Linked DNA regions of Mus musculus: region 1 is linked to region 2. The links are chromatin contacts, called in public HiChIP or PLAC-seq maps. All regions are on one chromosome and are shown on one strand. Each heading gives the region's core, a stretch centred on a gene start, on an enhancer-like site or on the middle of the called end of the contact. The rest is flanking DNA. Distances are from core to core; before and after follow the strand shown. Region 1 overlaps Alkbh8 (alkB homolog 8, tRNA methyltransferase). Region 2 holds the start of Alkbh8 (alkB homolog 8, tRNA methyltransferase).

Region 1 (4,122 bases), core at 1,508-4,007, 41 kb before region 2:
CACTGGTGAGCAGAACACAACATCAGTTCCAATCCAATTGTGACGGGCCTGTGACAGCAGAAACAAGGACACCGGAGCCCTTCCTGACCAGAGGCTCAGCTCAGGTCCCTTTTGATCAGTTCTGGTTTACCTTGGTTTCAAACAGACAAGACAGCTCCACTGTCCTCAAAGAAGACACCATTTCCAGGCACTGTAACATGCCCAGGATCTTAGGACAACAGGATCCCAGGATAACAGGAACTGGGTCACACCAGTATTTCAGGGTCTCAGAGGAGCTTGACTGCCAAGAACTCTGACACACCCAGAATCTCAGGTTCACAGGAGCCCACAATCAAAGGAGCACAGAGAAAGCTGGACTCTGAGGAGTCCTGAATCAACTGGGATTATAGGAAGGACAGGCTCCAATCAGATATATTGAGGGCAGCAAGCACTTGAGATAATCAGATGGCGGGAGGCAAGCGTAAGAACAGAAGCAACATAAACCAAGGTTACTTGGCATCATAAGAACCAAACTCTCCCACCATAGCAAGTCCTGGATACACCATCACACCAGAAAAGCAAGACAGGATCTAAAGTCACTTCTCATGATGATGATGGAGGACTTTAAGAAGGAAATACAGGAAAACACAGGTTAACAGCCAGAAGCCGTTAAAGAGGAAACACAAAAATCCCTTACATGAAAACACTACCAAACAGGTGATGGAATTGAACACAACCATCCAGGATCTAAAAATGGAAGTAGAAACAATAAAGAAAAACTAAAGGGAGACAACTCTGGAGATAGAAACCATAGGGAAGAAATCAGGACCCATAGATGCGAGCATCAGCAACAGAATACAAGAGATGGAAGAGAGAATCTCAGATGCAGAAGATTCCATTGAGAACATGATTACAACAATTAAAGAAAATGCAAAATGCAAAAAGATCCTAACTCAAAACATCCAGGAAATCCAGGACACAATGAGAAGACCAAACCTACGGATAATAGGAGTAGATGAGAATGAAGATTTTCAACTTAAAGGGCCAGCAAATATATTCAACAAAATTATAGAAGAAAACTTCCCATACCAAGAGAGAGATGCCCATGAACATACAAGAAGCCTACAGAACTCCAAATAGACTGGACCAGAAAAAAAATTCCTCCTGACACATAATAATCAGAACAAAAAATGCACTAAATAAACACAGAATATTAAAAGCAGTAAGGGAAAAAGGTCAAGTAACATATAAAGGCAGGCCTATTAGAATTACTCCACACTTCTCACCAGACACTATGAAAGCTAGAAGATCCTGGACAGATGTTATACAGACACTAAGAGAACACAAATTCCAGCCCAGGCTACTATGCAAACCTCTCAATTACCATAGATGGAGAAACCAAAGTATCCCATGACAAAACCAAATTCACAAAATATCTTTCCACAAATTCAGCCCTTCAAAGGATAATAATGGAAAAACACCAATACAAGGACAGAATATGCCCTAGAAAAAGCAAGAAAGTAATCCTTCAACAAACCTAAAAGAAGACAGCCACAAGAACAGAATCCCAAATCTAACAACAAAATAACAGGAAGCAACAATTACTTTACCTTAATATCTCTTAATATCAATGGACTCAATTCCCCAATAAAAAAAAACATAGACTAACAGACTGGCTACACAAACAGAACCCAACATTTTGCTGCTTACAGGAAACCCATCTCAGAGGAAAAAAACAGACACTACCTCAGAGTGAAAGGCTGGAAAACGATTTTCAAAGCAAACGGTCTGAAGAAACGAGGTGGAGTGCCATTCTAATATCGAATAAAATCAACTTCCAAAGTTATTTTAAAAAATAACTTTGAAGGGCCACTTCACACTCATCAAAGGTAAAATCTTCCAAGATGAACTCTCAATTCTGAATATCTATGTTTCAAATGCAAGGGCAGCCACATTCATTAAAGAAACTTTAGTAAAGCTCAAAGCACACATTGCACCTCACACAATAATAGTGGGAGACTTCAACACCCCACTCTCATCAATGAACAGATCCTGGAAACAGAAACTAAATAAAAACAAAGAGAAACTTATAGAAGTTATGAAACAAATGGATTTAACAGATATCTACAGAACATTTTATCCTAAAACAAAAGGATATACCTTCTCAGCACCTCATGGTACCTTCTCCAAAACTGACCATATAATTGGTCACAAAACAGGCCTCAACAGATACAAAAATATTGAAATTGCCCCATGATTCCTATCAGATCACCATGCACTAAGGCTGATCTTCAATAACAACATAAATAAAACAAAGCCAACATTCACGTGGATAACTTGGTCAAGGAAGAAATAAAGAAATTAAAGACTTTTTAGAGTTTAATGAAAATGATGCCAAAACATACCCCAACTTATGGGAAACAATGAAAGCATTCCTAAGAGGAAAACTCATAGCTCTGAGTGCCTCCAAAAAGAAACTAGAGAGAGCACACACTAGCAGCTTGACAGTACACCTAAAAGCTCTAGAACTAAAGGAAGCAAATTCACTGAAGAGTAGAAGGCAGGAAATAATCAAACTCAAGGGTGAAATCAACCAAGTGGAAACAAAAAGAACTATTCAAAGAATTAACCAAACCAGGAGTTGGTTCTTTGAGAAAATCAACAAGAAAGATAAACTGTAGCCTCTAACAAGCCTGAAGCAGGCTGAGCCAGACCTTGACTTTGTTGCTACTAAGGAGATCACCTAGGGTGGAGCCTGCCTCCCTGGATCACTCTATTGTTCAGCAACTGCTGCTGCTGCTACCTGCTGGGAGTCTGCCTAGCTGTTCCACAGTCTACATCTGATCCTACACTTGGTCACCTGCAGCTGGGCTCCGAGTATGATTTGGCAGGAATGGGCTTCCCCCCTCCTTTATAAAGCTTGTCCCCCATTAAAAATTTGAGCCTTGATCAGAATACTGTATTGGTTCCATATCTCTCTCTCTCTCTCTCTCTCTCTCTCTCTCTCTCTCTCTCTCTCTCTCTCTCTCTCTCTGCCTAGTTTCCTTTTCTTTCAGATCCAGGCTGCCTCCCAGGCTCGAAATCTTACATGAGAGCCTCAAGCCGGCCCCAACAATAAACCCTTAGCCAGACTCACTAGAGGGCACAGGGACAACATCCTAACTAACAAAATCAGAAATGATTTTGCTATACTCAACAAAACTGGAAACCTGCAAGAAATGGATTTCTAGACAGATTCCAGGTACTAAAATTAAATCAGGATCAGATTAACGATCTATACAGCCCCATATCCCCTCCCAACCAAAAGAAGCCCAGGACTGGATGGGTTTAGTGCAGAATTCTATCAGACCTTCAAAAAAGACCTAATTCCAACTCTCCTCAAACTATTCCACAAAATAGAAACAGAAGGAACACTACTCAATTAATTCTATGAAGCCACAATTACTCTGATACCTAAACCACACAAAGATCCAACAAAGAAAGAGAACTTCTGACCAATTTCCCTAATGAATATCGATGCAAAAATACTCAATAAAGTCCTCGCAAACCGAATCCAAGAACACATCAAAACAATAGTCCATCATTCCAGCGATTCAGGGATGGTTTAATATACGGAAATCCATCAACGGAATCCACTATATAAACAAACTCAAAGACAAAAACCACATGATCATCTTGTTAGATGCTGAGAAAGCATCTGACAAAGTCCAACACCCCTCCATGATAAAAAACTTGGAAAGATCAGGAATTCAAGGCCTATACCTAAACATAATAAAAGCAATATACAGCAAACCAGTAGCCAACATCAAAGTAAATGAAGAGAAGCTGGAAAGAATTCCACTAAAAGGCTGCCCACTTTCTCCCTACCTATTCAATATAGTACTAGAAGTCTAGCCAGAGCAATTAGACAACAAAAGGAGGTCAAGGGGATACAAATTCGAAAGGAAGAAGTCAAAATACCACTATTTGCAGATGATATGATAGTATATACAAGTGACCCTAAAAATTCCATCAGAGAATTCCTAAACCTGTTAACAGCTTCAGTGAAGTGGCTAGATATAAAATTAACTCAAACAAATCAGTGGGCTTTCTCTACACAATGGATAAACAGGCTGAGAAAGAAATTAGGGAAACAACACCCTA
Region 2 (4,162 bases), core at 695-3,194:
TCTAGTAGTTTGACAGTAGGAAAATGGCATTACTTCAGTTTCTTAGCAAACAAGTTAAGAGGTACAGTCAGTAAAGCAGGTTAATTGTAAATGATGATAGGACAATTCAGAATGAGAAGACCTGCACTAATCCACCTGTAGCAAGCAGAAATGTTAACCTAGTTTCTACTGGAGGCATAGAAGGAAAGGAAAGGAAAGGAGAGGGGAGGGGAGGGGAGGGGAGGGGAGGGGAGGAGAGGAGGGCAAGGATGAGAACAAAGTTCCCACAGGATCAATAGGCCTTGGCTGATTACTCAGATGTGAAGAACAGGGATCGGGTCAGTGCACAGCTGCTTGGATGCACCTGGCATGTGACAGGAGTAAGGTCACTATTAAATAGGATACTAGCCATCGCAGTTAGTTGTTCAGTTGCCTTCAGTCTGAGCAAATTCTCTGTTGGTAAGACGAGAACAAAGAAATAAAGGCTCTGCTACTAGTAAACTCTCAATATATCTTGTTGGATAGTACCCCAAGTACCAACTGTACTGTATCCGTGTCTGAGTTAGAAAATAGAGCTGTGGCTAGAGAGATGACTCTGGTTATATGTACTAGCTGCTCTTCCAGAGGACCCGGGTTCAAGTCCTAGCACCCACATAGTAATTCAAACCATTCACAACTCCAGTTCCAGATCTCACTCCTTCTTCTGGCATGTAGGTGGTATATAGATACACATGCAGGTGATACATGTCTTTTGAATTAATAAGCTATCCAAATTACATTATCTATTTAAAAAGAAAGCAGAGTTAAACATTAAGACTTAGAAAAAAATTACCGTTTCTGAATTACACACTCTATTTTTTCTTACACTCATTGTTTGTTATCTTCTGTAAGTGAATAGAAAGTTAAGTACATGAAGTAGTGATTTTGTCTGTATTATTCACCGGGTAGTACACAGCACTTAAACAGGATGTGATATGTAGTAGCGACTCATTAAATATACATATTTAAATAAACCTAAGCAGAATTTGCCATTTTAGCTATTAAACTCCGTAATTCTAATTTTGGCAGCCATCTTCAGCGATTTCCGTAACACCCACCGAGTGAGTATCCCAATTATCTGCATGTGTTGGAGTCAGAAACTCTCGTCTACAATCTTGGGTACCTGCTAAACAGCTAGAGACAAACGTTAAACGAAATCATCAAAACCACAGTCTGACACTACTTGACCCCAGAAGCAGAAGGACTGATCAAGAAAAAAATATAAGGCAGATGTGGGCCAAGAGTGCCTTGCATATCCGTGCTTCACAGAATTGATGCTTGCTGAAAAACGACTAAAAGCAAGGGTTGGTCTTCAACCCCTATGGCAGCTAATACAGACACCGCTAGGCATCCATCATATGCCAAACATAAGGACATTAGATCCTACCAGGGTTCCCAACGGCCTTACCTCCCCAACCCATAAACTGCACTCTTCGCGGTCTGAGTCGGCCCATGCTGGTCAGGACAGAGCAGACAGGGAGCTGAAAGGAGTAAGCCAGGATTTGCGATCCTCCATATCCCCAGGCCCCAATCAGGTGGCGTACACTTTTCTCTCTCCTCACCAGAAATGTTCACCTCCCAGCTGCTTTGTCAATCGCCAGCCTTCCCCGGTGCAGCCTGACCACCTATGCTCTGACACCCTTTCAACCGGACGCCGCCATGTTGCAGACAATAGTACTACATTTCCCATGAGTCCCTGGGGCTACCACAACCCCCTTCGGGACTCAAATTCTTTGTTGACCCTTTCTCCGCCAAATGTCTGTAAACTGCTGCTTGAAACAGAAAATTTGGCTGCTTTATTTGGGTGAATAGTAATCGTTGGAATAGGACCTACAACTATCACGTTACTAAATGCTAAACATTTGATCTTATACTCACAAATAACTGTAGTCTTAAGGGAACTTACCTGTGTAAACCACACCAATCGAAATGCAGAGCTGTAGAGTTCAGTCTCAACTGACATCTACAGCACAACTCCTATACCTCAGGCTTAGAACACTGCAGAGAAAATGGAGGTGGAGAAACGGAAGTTTACTGTGAATTGTGTCTCCTGGGAACATCAGAAGCCACACCCATAAAGTCTCTCTAGTGTGACTGCCTATACTGAACTGAACAAAGACAATGAAAACGGTTGTGTTTGTGTGGTCAGGCAAAGAGTCGAGAACGTCTAAACCCTACACAAAGAACAATATGCAAATAAGGAATTCTGAGAGCAAGAGAAATACTTTTCTCCAGGGAAGAGCACGCCAATTGTTTATCCAACAATGAATGATCAGCCTGAAAACACTTAAATACAAGAAACATTGTACAATTTGTATTAATGTATGTATGTACAATTAATAATAAAAGAGGTGATGAATTTGAAAGAGCAAGGACGATGGGTATAGGAGAGGGTTTGGAGGTAGGAAATGCAATGAGTAAATTATAATATAATCTAAAAAACCAGAAAGAGTAGAAACTCTAAAACAGAAGAAACTGGATCTACTTCAGGAAAGATATTTCAAAGTAAAGTTTAAATGGCAGAAAAATTAAAGACAATAATTATATCCCTATTATGAGATTGACTCATGACAAAAAAACAGTAACAGTATTGTTTTTAATTTGTAGTATTTACTCAACTCCACATTGTTAGGCCTCAAAGAAAGAGGGACAAATCACTGACTGAAGTGCCTACTAAAACATCAATGCAAATACTTGCAGCTCTCTGCAACATTACTCAGTACCTGTTGCTCCTCCCAGCACTGCTCACCTCTCCCCTTCCCCTAAACCTTTCCATCTCAGGGACTAACTTTCTGCTTCTTCCCTTCCCGACTTATTGATCTCCATATAACATAGCTATTTTGGACACTGGGTCTCTTGGCCTATTGGCTCCTATCTGGTTCTACTCCTGGCTCTTTCTTGGTACACTTGCATCCCTCTCTTCTCTCTTACCCCCTCCCAACCCCCCAAAGCCAAGCTCTGTCTGTTGGCCATGTTCAGTATAAACACTTCCAGATGTTTCTGGCTATTCTCTCCCTCATATCTACAATAAACCTCCTCTTCAAAACATACCTTGGGGCAGTCATGTTGTTTGATTTTTCCTATGAAGACTTGGGAACCAGATGCTGGGAAGAAAGCCTGCTAGCTCTGCGAGGCAGAGAAAGTACCCAGTTGACCTTCCTCCTCAGCCAATGTCCCAGAAGGAATACCCCTTAAAAAATGCCCACCTTAAAAAAAATCTTTTTTAAACTGAATTTTCTTCCTTCTTACTTCCTGTGTGTCTCTCTATCCATCCTTCTGACATACTCTTACTCTCTTTGGTTCTTTTCTCAATAATTCTATAGTCATTTCTTGTCAAGTGGTTGCTTTCTCTAACTCTTGACTTTATTTAATCCTGTTTACACTACTCAGACAGAAAGCTCTTGCATTAAAAGTATGTGCTAAGACTGAGCCACACCACCACCACCACAACAAAAAATTTCCAGTAAATCACATAATCTCAAGGTACACACAGTATGATTAAATATCCTTCAACATAGTCATGTTCTCATTTGTTTTTCATCCGGTGCAGAAACCACCACAGAAATAACACAAATTAGTTTCTTTTAAAGGTAGCTGGTCTCTCTAAATTATGCTGACTATTTGAATCTCTTAAGGTCTGTAGGGATAATTTCTTTCTGCTGACTTTTGCCACCTACCCATTTTGGCTATAAATTCTAGAGTCTTGATTCTTATCTATTCAACTATTCTCAACTACTTGGTAAGTGTCTCTCTGGCTCTTAGAGCTACCATGTCTATGTGGGCAACTATACCCATGTAGTCATCTCTCTTTCCCCCCTTTTCTCCTCTACTTGATAAATGTCCCCCTGTAGCTGCCAGCTTCGTCTGCTATTACTACAAAATCTGCACCAATGTGCCAGCAATTTTCTCTAACCTGTCTGGGGTTGCCAATCACATGGAAAGGGACATTTCTTCTCTGCAATCTGGGACATTTATCTCAAGCAAGTCTTTCATCTGCTCTGGGACACCTGGGATTGAAATTTGTGTCATTAAGACTTCTCTTTGTGCATAGTTCCTTCTTAGAGCTTTCTCTAGTCAGTCTCCCCTTAGGACCTGCCTGGAATCCTGCAAATCTTAAAGCCAGTCTGAGCCACTGTACTGTCTC

What was found. HiChIP or PLAC-seq counts read pairs in DNA pulled down with a chosen protein or histone mark.
Region 1: an H3K4me3 HiChIP or PLAC-seq map of embryonic stem cells shows a contact between it and region 2, with 4 times the contacts expected there. The contact joins the enhancer-like site here to the promoter of Alkbh8 in region 2. A contact is called at or near these places in 1 of 39 promoter capture datasets (macrophages), 4 of 484 Hi-C or Micro-C datasets (embryonic stem cells, erythroid progenitors, extraembryonic endoderm stem cells and 1 more), 6 of 115 datasets of contacts at active chromatin or transcription factors (the SCID.adh cell line, bone marrow-derived macrophages and embryonic stem cells) and 3 of 9 other capture datasets (adipose tissue, liver and pancreatic islet).

The regions. Positions count from the first base shown.
Region 1 is chr9:3,375,151-3,379,272 of GRCm38.p6, reverse strand. All of the region lies in intron 10 of Alkbh8 (alkB homolog 8, tRNA methyltransferase), which reads right to left. Among named protein-coding and RNA genes, the nearest start is that of Gm23275, 18 kb to the left of the region's middle. Within about 2 kb of position 2,757, at least 8 of the 459 cell types and tissues checked have an H3K27ac peak or open chromatin away from gene starts, as enhancers often do. A contact at or near this core is called in embryonic stem cells, where this site is marked.
Region 2 is chr9:3,333,013-3,337,174 of GRCm38.p6, reverse strand. Alkbh8 (alkB homolog 8, tRNA methyltransferase) reads right to left here and starts at 1,944. Exons shown (of 12, transcript NM_026303.1): 1 at 1,925-1,944.